Linked DNA regions of Larimichthys crocea: region 1 is linked to region 2. The links are chromatin contacts, called in public Hi-C maps. All regions are on one chromosome and are shown on one strand. The core of a region is the stretch at or near the end of the contact, and the rest is flanking DNA. Distances in the headings are between cores, read along the strand shown.

The links. Hi-C and Micro-C count contacts between places; a contact is called where the count stands out from the background.
Region 1: a contact with region 2 is called in a Hi-C map of muscle, with 2.5 times the contacts expected there. The contact joins the promoter of prkacbb here to the promoter of adgrl2b.1 in region 2. A contact is called at or near these places in 2 of 7 Hi-C or Micro-C datasets (both in muscle).

What each region holds. Positions count from the first base shown.
Region 1 is chrII:12,079,827-12,084,624 of L_crocea_2.0, reverse strand. It overlaps prkacbb (protein kinase, cAMP-dependent, catalytic, beta b), which reads right to left and starts at 1,390. Exons shown (of 10, transcript XM_010746557.3): 1 at 809-1,390. The coding sequence starts at 854.
Region 2 is chrII:11,923,465-11,928,422 of L_crocea_2.0, reverse strand. adgrl2b.1 (adhesion G protein-coupled receptor L2b, tandem duplicate 1) reads right to left here and starts at 3,378. Exons shown (of 24, transcript XM_019262211.2): 1 at 3,356-3,378; 2 at 1,863-2,623. efcab14 (EF-hand calcium binding domain 14) reads left to right here and starts at 3,459. Exons shown (of 9, transcript XM_010751864.3): 1 at 3,459-4,250. The coding sequence starts at 4,075.

The sequences.
Region 1 (4,798 bases), core at 141-2,640, 160 kb before region 2:
AGACAAGGGGGGGGGACCCTGCTCGGAAAGGGATATTTCTGCCCGTTTGAACCCGACAGATATTTCACATCGATTTAAAGGTTTATTTTTTACTTAAACAAGAAAAGGAGCTCGGGAGTATCAGCTTAGCCAACCGCCATCTCTTCTCAGTCGAGGGCGGCCGCCGTGTCTTCCTCACCCATGGGGAACGCTGCCACCGCCAGAAGGGCAACGAGCTAGAGAGCGGTGAGTCCCGGCTCTTATTTTATTATTATTTATTTATTTATCTTTTAGGCTTTATGCTGTGTTATTTAAAAATAAACACCTCAATGTGACAGCTAAAGCCTGTTTGTAACACTTAAAACTGTCCTAACTGGCAACAAAAAAAAAAGGGGAAGGGCCGGTCCGTCATCCCCCTGCACTGTTATCCCACCGGGGGCTGCAAAAAAAAAAACACTCGCCCCCTTTTTTTTTTTTTTTTTTTTTTTTAAAAAGAGAGGTGTATGGGGCCACAAAACTTAAAAATAAAAAAAAGATAGGAAAAAAAAATTCTTCCTGTGTTAGGTATTATCTGATTAATAAAAATTAACTATTGCTATATCATTAGGATTTAGCTTATGAAATATATATTGTCGGAAGACATCTATTTTTATGAATGAAACTATGAGCCTTTAAAGACATTTGTATAAATCTATGAGCCTTTTTTAAGGACGTTTGTAAACTATATGAGCTTTATTAAGGATGGTTTCTATAAGATTTGAATGACTTGCCATGAGAAATAAATAAATAAATAAATAAATAAATAAATAAATAAAGAGCCGGGACTCACCGCTCTCTAGCTCGTTGCCCTTCTTGGCGGTGGCAGCGTTCCCCATGGTGAGGAAGACACGGCGGCCGCTCCGACTGAGAAGAGATGGCGGTTGGCTAAGCTGATACTCCCGAGCTCCTTTTCTTGTTTAAGTAAAAAATAAACCCTTAAATCGATGTGAAATATCTGTCGGGTTCAAACGGCGCAGAAATATCCCTTTCCGAGCAGGGTCCCCCCCCCTGTCTCTCTCGCTCTCTCTCGTGTCTCTCCCTCTTCCGCTTCTCGCTGGTTGAGTAACGTCTGCGCGGTTGACATGAAGCTAGCGGTCACTCGGTGTCTCGGTCTCGGCTGCTCCCCCTCCACAACAACCCTCAGCACCCAGCTGCATTCACCGCATGGTTAGCGCTGGGATTGGCCAGAGATGTCCGTGTGGAGATAAACAACAGAAAAACTTGACTCGGCTTCCGCGTTTTCTTTTTTTGTTTTTTTTTTAGGCATTCACAGATATGGGATGGCATTTAAAACACCCGTGTGTTGACTTTACCAGAGGGCTAAATATAACTAAAGCAAAGGCGTCTTTGTTTGATTTGTGTATTATGTGGTTGATCCAGCTGTTAATTGATTACAGCTGCGCCTTCAAGGTGTGTTTTATGGCCATAACACTGACAGACTGATGCCATTAGGATCTAATATTTTAGTGGTTTAGTTTTTTTAAGTGTTCCTATAAACTTTTATCCCATGACAATAACACTTTCTATCAGCTACAGTTGGGCCATAAGTTTGATTTAGTCGTCAAAGTTAAAGAACAATGTAAAATACTACATTCAAATAAAGACATAAAGTAAGATAAAATGAAAATACTCACATGACAATAACACTTTATATCAGCTACAGTTGCAAATTTATGTGTTTATATGTGACAAACAGGAAGGATCTGACAGATAAACCGATAATATTTCAATAAGGTAAATTAAAAAAAGTAGCAAAATCAGACATAGGGCCAGAAAATAAGTTAAATAAGTTTGATTTAGTCGTCAAAGTTAAGTAAGTACTAAAAGAACAATGTAAAATACTACATTCAAATAAAGACATAAAGTAAGACAAAATGAAAATACTCACATGACAATAACACTTTCTATCAGCTACAGTTGCAAATTTATGTGTTTATATGTGACAAACAGGAAGGATTTGACAGAGAAACCGATAATATTTTAATAAGGTAAATAAAAAATAGCAAAATCAGACATAGGGCCAGAAAATAAGTTAAATAAGTTTGATTTAGTCGTCAAAGTTAAGTAAGTACTAAAAGAACAATGTAAAATACTACGTTCAAATAAAGACATAAAGTAAGATAAAATGAAAATACTCACATGACAATAACACTTTTTATTAGCCAGAGTTGCAGTTGTATGTGTTTATATGTGACAAACAGGAAGGATTTGGCAGATAAACCGATAATATTTTAATAAGACTTAATAAAGGTAAATAAAAAAAGTAGCAAAATGAGACATAAAATAAGTTAAATAAACTTACAAGTCATCAAATTATTTAAGTTAAGTAAGTACTAAAAGAACAATGTAAAAATACTACATTCAAATAAAGACATAAAGTAAGGTAAAATGAAAATACTCACATACATAAAGCTCAAAATTGCACTTGAGTGAACATAATGAGTTTCTTTCCACCACTGCTAATCCAGCTGTTAATGGCTACAACTGCAATTTTACCAGTGTTAATGGCTTAAAGCCTAAAAGCCATCATGACCTAGTATTTAAAGTCACCTTTCATTACCTGCATATATTACTTTGACTTATTGTGTTTCACATCATTTCAAGTTTATGTATTAATGTATGACAAGCATAAAGGACTTGACAGAGAAACAGACACAATTTTGACATTACGTCATAAAAGTGCATTTTTTAAACTATAACCTAAAATCACAAATTTTACTTAAAGTATCAAATGTAAAATTATGCAGCCGTATTAATGTGTAAGCAGCATTTTAATGAAAAAATCTTCACATTTGGGACAAGCCAATATGTGAAGTACCTTTTAAAATATAAAATAATCTATGACATTTGTTTAAATATGTTACAAATTCTAGCACACTTGACCAAACTGTATCCAGTTGAGGGAATTATGAATCGTGCCAAAATGTTTGCCTATCAGTCTTAACTTCCTCCTCTAGTTGCCATTCACTTTCTCACAATGTGACCACATTTAACATCATGCGGTTAAAATTACATAATTGCATTTTACAACCTGAAGTAATAATAGGAGCATTCAACATTACTGCAGCAACCATAATGAGCCCTGCAGGTACAGCTGTACAACTTTTAGGGTTTTATTTAACCTTGATGTCAAGTTACAGCTTCGTAATTAAGTGCAGCCATGAATTGCTGCTACTTAGATATTTCCATTTTATGCTACACCTTTTGCCCTTAATATGCACATGGCATCACGGCTATGCTGCGTGCTGCACACACTTCCAATTAAGATGAGAGAGAGAGAGAGGAGATACCAAGAGTTAGACCAAGTTACTGTCAAGATGAATAAACGCTAGTTTTACAGTAACAAGAAACTGGATTTACAAAAGTATAGCATAGCTGTTAATTAATAAGACATTAACATCCCATTCTCCCTCATACCAAGAAGAAACCAAGTACATATCAAGTAAGTCCTCATTGGAAAGGTATCACATTAATTAATCTTAATTAATGTACTGTGTTTTCACTGTGGAAGAAGTAATCTAAGTAACTAATTACTTTAATTAAAGTAACTAAAAGCCCTGCATTCACAGTCAATAACTGAACGTACAAAAATATTAACAGCAAAATGTGCTTGAAGTATTAATGTAACAGTAGTTGTTGAGCAGAATTAGAGCGATATTCAACACATAAGAAGCATTTCGATGTTGTTGGTGGAAGTGGAGCACATTTTACTACTTTATTCATATACTGTTGGGTGGTCTAATCTATAGCACAGTATCATAGTTTATAAATTGGTCAGATAAATGTAGTGGAGTAAAGAGTAGGCTAGAAGATTTCCCCCTGAAATGTAATGGAGTAAATATAACAAATACTCCAAATATGGTTACAACACTTAAGTTACAACTGAGCAAAATTAGACTCACAAAGCTAGTGGCTTCAGTGTGTTGTCATCTGATCACAAAAATAACAGATTCACATTTCAAACTATGAACAACAGTCCCAAACATCTGTACCTTTACGTTTATGCTCCAGCGAGGGCATCTTTCGAGTAGACGCCTGACAATATTTGCTTGATAGCAGATCTGAAAGGCTGAATACAGTTAAACTGCCAGGGAGCTGTGCCAGTATGCGTTGCTACTAGCAACAAAGTCTTCAATTGTAACTGACAGCTGATGGAAAAAGTGTACGTTTATTTAAAGGTTTGAGTCTCTTATTTTCCCCCTTTTGTCCAGCTGTTAATGGCTACAACTGCAATTTTACCATTTTTTTAATGGCTTAAAGCCTAAAAGCCATCATGACCTAGTATTTAAAGTCACCTTTCATTACCTGCATATATTACTTTGACTTATTGTGTGTCACATCATTTCAAGTTTATGTATTAATGTATGACAAGCATGAAGGACTTGACAGAGAAACAGACACAATTCTGACATTACGTCATAAAAAGTGCATTTTTTAAACTATAACCTAAAATCACAAATTTTACTTAAAGTATTGTCTGTTTAGAAAGCTTTCAAACTTTAGTTACACGTTTCCACATCAGCTTGTGAAGTAAGAATCATAAAATTAATTGATCAAACTCTCGTGTTTATGACCTTTTATTGTTTTCCTTGTAAACCACTTTGTAATCTCACACACACACACACACACACACACACATATATATGTATCAGAATAGATCAGCCAGCAGTTACAAAATAAAAAAAATACTATTATATTGCTTTGATGTGTTTAATCAGACTGATTACTGATGAGTTTCAGGTTCATTCGAAGGTTCCTGAATTAAAATGAATGCACCTTA
Region 2 (4,958 bases), core at 2,129-4,628:
ACTCATCTGACACATTTCAGACGCTTCAAAATTGCTGCTTGACTGCTCCCTGAAGTAGGCCTGGCTCCAGCACATTCAGAGGACACACCCCCACAGTCCTGGAGCTGAGAATACTAATATTTTTACCCAGTTTTGACACCTAATTTCATATGTAATGATTTACAGTAACTTGCACCGCTGTGTCACACATCCATGCTTGTCACCATTGTTCAGTTGCTATTTCTCATAGACATATAGCTAGATAGCTATCTAGAAAGATGGCATATCCATTCTTAAGCCCACCTATAAAACTCTGATTGGTCCACTGTTTCTCCAACCAACAGAGAGATAAGGGGTTCTGTTCCAGAAGTAAGAAATCCTTATTAGTAACATCCCACTGACATTTGCAACAACATGAACAACTAAAAATCGTACCTGGGAACAGAGCCTTTCTCATCAATTGGCCTATTGTCATGTGGCTCGTTTCACATGTTTAGATAAGGACAAAAATTTTTGAAAATTTTATTAGCTGCTTTTAACAAACACCTGACATAAGCCCCGGAAGTTCACTAACTAAACATCATGGCTCGACAGAGGAGCTGAGTCCATGGGCGAGTTGAGGGGTTGCGGGTAGCTATCTCAGACAACAAGAGGATACAGGGGAGTTAATGTAGTACAAAATTTTTGGACAGCAGAAACTACAACTAAAAAGTTGTAAAATTGCTTTACTAGGAAATATGAGTTTAACTAAATGGACAGAATAGAGTATGATGACATAGGTACTGAAGCCTGAGCAATATACTGACTTTAGAGGGGAAAAATGCAGACATATATTTAAAAGGCTGCATAGTTGCTAGGCTAGATAAACTCTGCAGTGCATTACATTACCACAAGCATTTTTTCTGCATGATGTACCCAATATAGGCACAAATTGGATAACAATACCAATACTCATATCTGTCTATAAGACAGATATTCGGTCAGGCTGTCTACCCATGCCGCAGTAAATATTTCTGTGCACATACAGTACTTACCATTTAACTTGTTAAAATCAGAATGGTTTCAATTTCTTAAAGCAACTACTAAAGTAAACACCAGAAACACGCTTCAATTTTTTCCACAAAGACAGACGACATGCTAAATTGGAGACTGTATTGAGTTACAGAACAGAGGCTCACCCAGACATAACATCATGACTTCAGCTCTCTATGCAAAACAGGACAAACATAAACCTGTCATGAGAAATAAATAGTGGTTCTAAAATTCATTCATGTAGGTCCCAATTCTCATAGTTAGAAGTTGATTAATAAAATATGATTTGGGGGCCTTTAATAACACAAAAAATGGAACAATGAAACCCACACGAAGCTCATTCTTTAGTATGAATTATGTGTTCGGATCAGACGGCTGGTGTCAGAGAGAGAGAAGTTCATAGGTTCAAGCATGTGTCACAGTAATAAACACCATGTGGGTCTCATCTAATCTGTCAGCCAGCAGAATATATTTTATGATGAAATTTTCATGTCTACTAGTTGAGTCATCCGACATAATGGCTGAAAGATTCTAAATAAACAGACAAGAAACGCCTCTTGAGAGAAATTGGTATTCGTACAGCAGCCCAGGCTTCTAACTGATGATAATCTGTATTCACACAGTCTGCCATGTCAGATGAAAGCCTTCAATTAGCACTCAATTCTATTCAGTATTTCCTATCATGCCACCACTATTTACATTCACTGTCAGCACCCAAAGCAGCTCCCAGACCAACAGTTGCAGGAATCATTCCTGGTGAGAATATGAGAAAGCCTGCTGTGAACAAAGTGTGAAAACAAGTGTTGTGTAGTAATCAGAGTAATGGGCTTCTAATGTCTGATGCTCCCTACCTCGTAGCTATAGAAGCGAGGAGGCATAAGTTGAAGTGTCATCCTTTCAGTCTTAACCCCGGATGAAACACTGAGACGCCAGGGAAGAGATGAAACACCTCTGATGCTTTGATTTGCAGCCTCATGCCGGCGGGGCTCTGCACAGGCCCACAGCGTGATGCTTGCCCCCTCACCAGGTGTTCTTAGTGAAGACGAGCCACTGATTGAATTTTGCTTCACTACCTACATGACACTGCTGGATTCACAGCAAATGCATTCAAAACAATACAGCAGCTACCTCCCAGTATAATGCACTTAAATAACAGAGCAGGCACATCGCTAAGCTATAACAACATTAGCTTTGTATTTGTGTGGGTGGCATCGTGCTATTACTGTGAACTGACAAGCATTGCTTCGAGAAATCCTTTTCTGAGGATAATACAGCATCAGCAGTAGGCCTCATCTCTTGCAACTCAATAACAAAAGTCATACTGAGATGTTGAGGAGCATCTCAGTTCCTTTGTGTGTTTGTAAATTGGTCCAGTGTGGAGATGTTCATTCAGCGTCATTATTATTATTAGTATTGTGCGGTTGTAGTACGGGGGTCCCGGCACATAAAGGAGCATATTTTCAAAGCCAAAAGCAAACCAGTGGGAGTCTGTTTTCAATGAAAAAGAACTAAAGGCCAGTCTGCGGCAGCCCTGCTTCTACTCAGCCCATGTGTCTTGCTGGGTCAGCCCAATAGCGCTCCAGGTTAGCTGGATTTCTGGAGGGAACCCCTGCTGGAAGAAGCAAATTGAAACAAAAAATTAAATCCTGTTTCATAGAAGGTGGCACATTCTTGAAAATATTACGTAAACAGCAAAACACAGTGACAGAAAAAATAACAATAAAGACTTATAACCTGTAGATATGACAATATATGCACAGTAGAGCCACAACAAACAGTCAAATCACTGATTAATCAATGTGGGGGAAAATGTGAATAATTCATTCATGAACATGTTATAGGCAATATAAAGACATACGCCTCATAATTTGGCCCATTATAAGATCATGCCATCACAAAAATTGAACTATCAGTGTACACACAACGAAAAAACAAATACTGCAAATGGGACAAAAGGGTGAAAATATATTATAAGAAAGAAAGAAAAAGCTTTTCATTTGGATTATTTCACTGGACCTTGAAATTAGCCTTATGATTAAAACCGAGAGAGAGGACAAAAAACTTCCCCTGAACATTCTAATGAGCAGAATAAAAGCTTAGTGCTAAATATTTAACACACTCCGATGAGCTGGCTAAGAAGAGGAAGAATGATGGAGGTCACATTTGAATTTATTTTGAAAGGGTGGAAGGATAAAATAAATTTGACACAGAGGCATGCACGGACAAGTTTAGCTTGGTTTCCATCATTCATCGCAGTTTTTTTTATAATAATAATTATTTTTCTAACATAGTTTCATTCATACCATCATCTTATTTCACTGTGGTTTTCATAAGTCGTACTTACTTGCCGGTTCATATTGGGAAAAAGTGCGTGTTTGTGATGTCGGTGCCGGTGTCGCTGCTGCGGCTGCTGCTGCTGCTGCTGCTGGTGGTGGTGGTGGTGGTGTTATGGTCTGTTTCGCTCCCAGACAGAACAGAGCACCGGAAGTCGTCGCTGCTCTTTGCACCAATCAGCTGCCCTACCCGAACAATATATACAGCAGGATAGCTCGCTGGAAAATACAGTACCGCACATTTGGATTTTATGATAGATGCGGCTTTGTTCTGTTTATCCGTTTAAAGACGTGTTTGTAAAATTAACGACGTCGTGTTAGCCGAGACGATGTGACAGCTCGGTAACGACAGAAAGCCGTTTGTTAGCCACCGTTAGCAAAGGTGTTTTTGATAGCTAGCCGAATTAGCCGACGTTTTGTATGTGATGACCCGGCGGCTAGTGGACAAAAAGTTGTTTTATAAAAGCTTTTCAGGGGAGAGTGGTGTGATGTTGATGAGCCAGTTGAATATTCCGTGTGTCAGCTGTAAGTAAAACAAGACAGCGGACCGGCAGAGTCCGATGTGTTTCTGTGCGTTAGCAACCTTGCGTGGTTGAACTCGAAGCTAGCGAGAGGACGTTAGCTTAGCTTAGCCGCTACACAAACGACAACATCCACCAAACTGGACAAAACTTTGGATCTAGTCGGGTTTAAATCGGGCTCGGCGGGTTCGCTGACCCCCCAGAAGAAGATGAAGAAGAGGAAGGAGTTAAATGCCCTGATCGGACTCGGGGATAGTAAGAGGAAGAAGACCAAAAAGGGGTCCGGTCACCGACTCCTCCGAACCGAGCCGCCGGACTCGGAGTCCGACTCGAGCTCGGACGACGACGAGTTCAACAGCCTGAGCAGCGGAGCCAACTTTGGGAAGTGAGTGAGCAGATATCAAAGCGTTTGTTTTTGGTGTATGATGCAGGATTAGTGGTGTACATTTCAGATATCAGCAACTATTTTGTTTTAATATGTGTTTTAAAATCAAGTTTGATTGTTTTTGAAGTTAGTTTTCTATTTTATTTTTATTTTATTGCTTGTTTTATATGAGCAGAACCTTGGAAACAGATTGTAGTTATTATGCAGAGGTTAAAATAAAATAAAAATAGAAATCTTGTCAGATTAGTTATACTTTATTCATCCAACCACTTGGAAATTTACTTGTTACAGCAGCAGAGGAAAGTAAAGCATGCACTACAGAATTAGAAAAAAAGTAGAAAAGGCAAAAAAACACAATAAACTATCTATAACCTACACGATAAACACAATAAACATGAAGAACAATCAACCTCCAAAACAGACAAATACTGAGGATAAAAGTGGCATCATATATAAAAAGAGTATTGTAATGTAAAGTGACCACAGTGTAAGAAATATCGCAAAGAAAGTGACCATGATAAATCAATCCATTTTCTCTTCATCTGCGTTCAGAGTAAATGCAAGAAGATGCCCTTTTTCCTGAAGCCTGATACCTTCCAAAATTAGAAATCAATACTACATGCAGCATCATAATGATATGTTATGTATCAGCCCTTATTTTGAAGCGCCAGTCTTTATCAGTAATCCTCATAATTCCCATGACAGTGT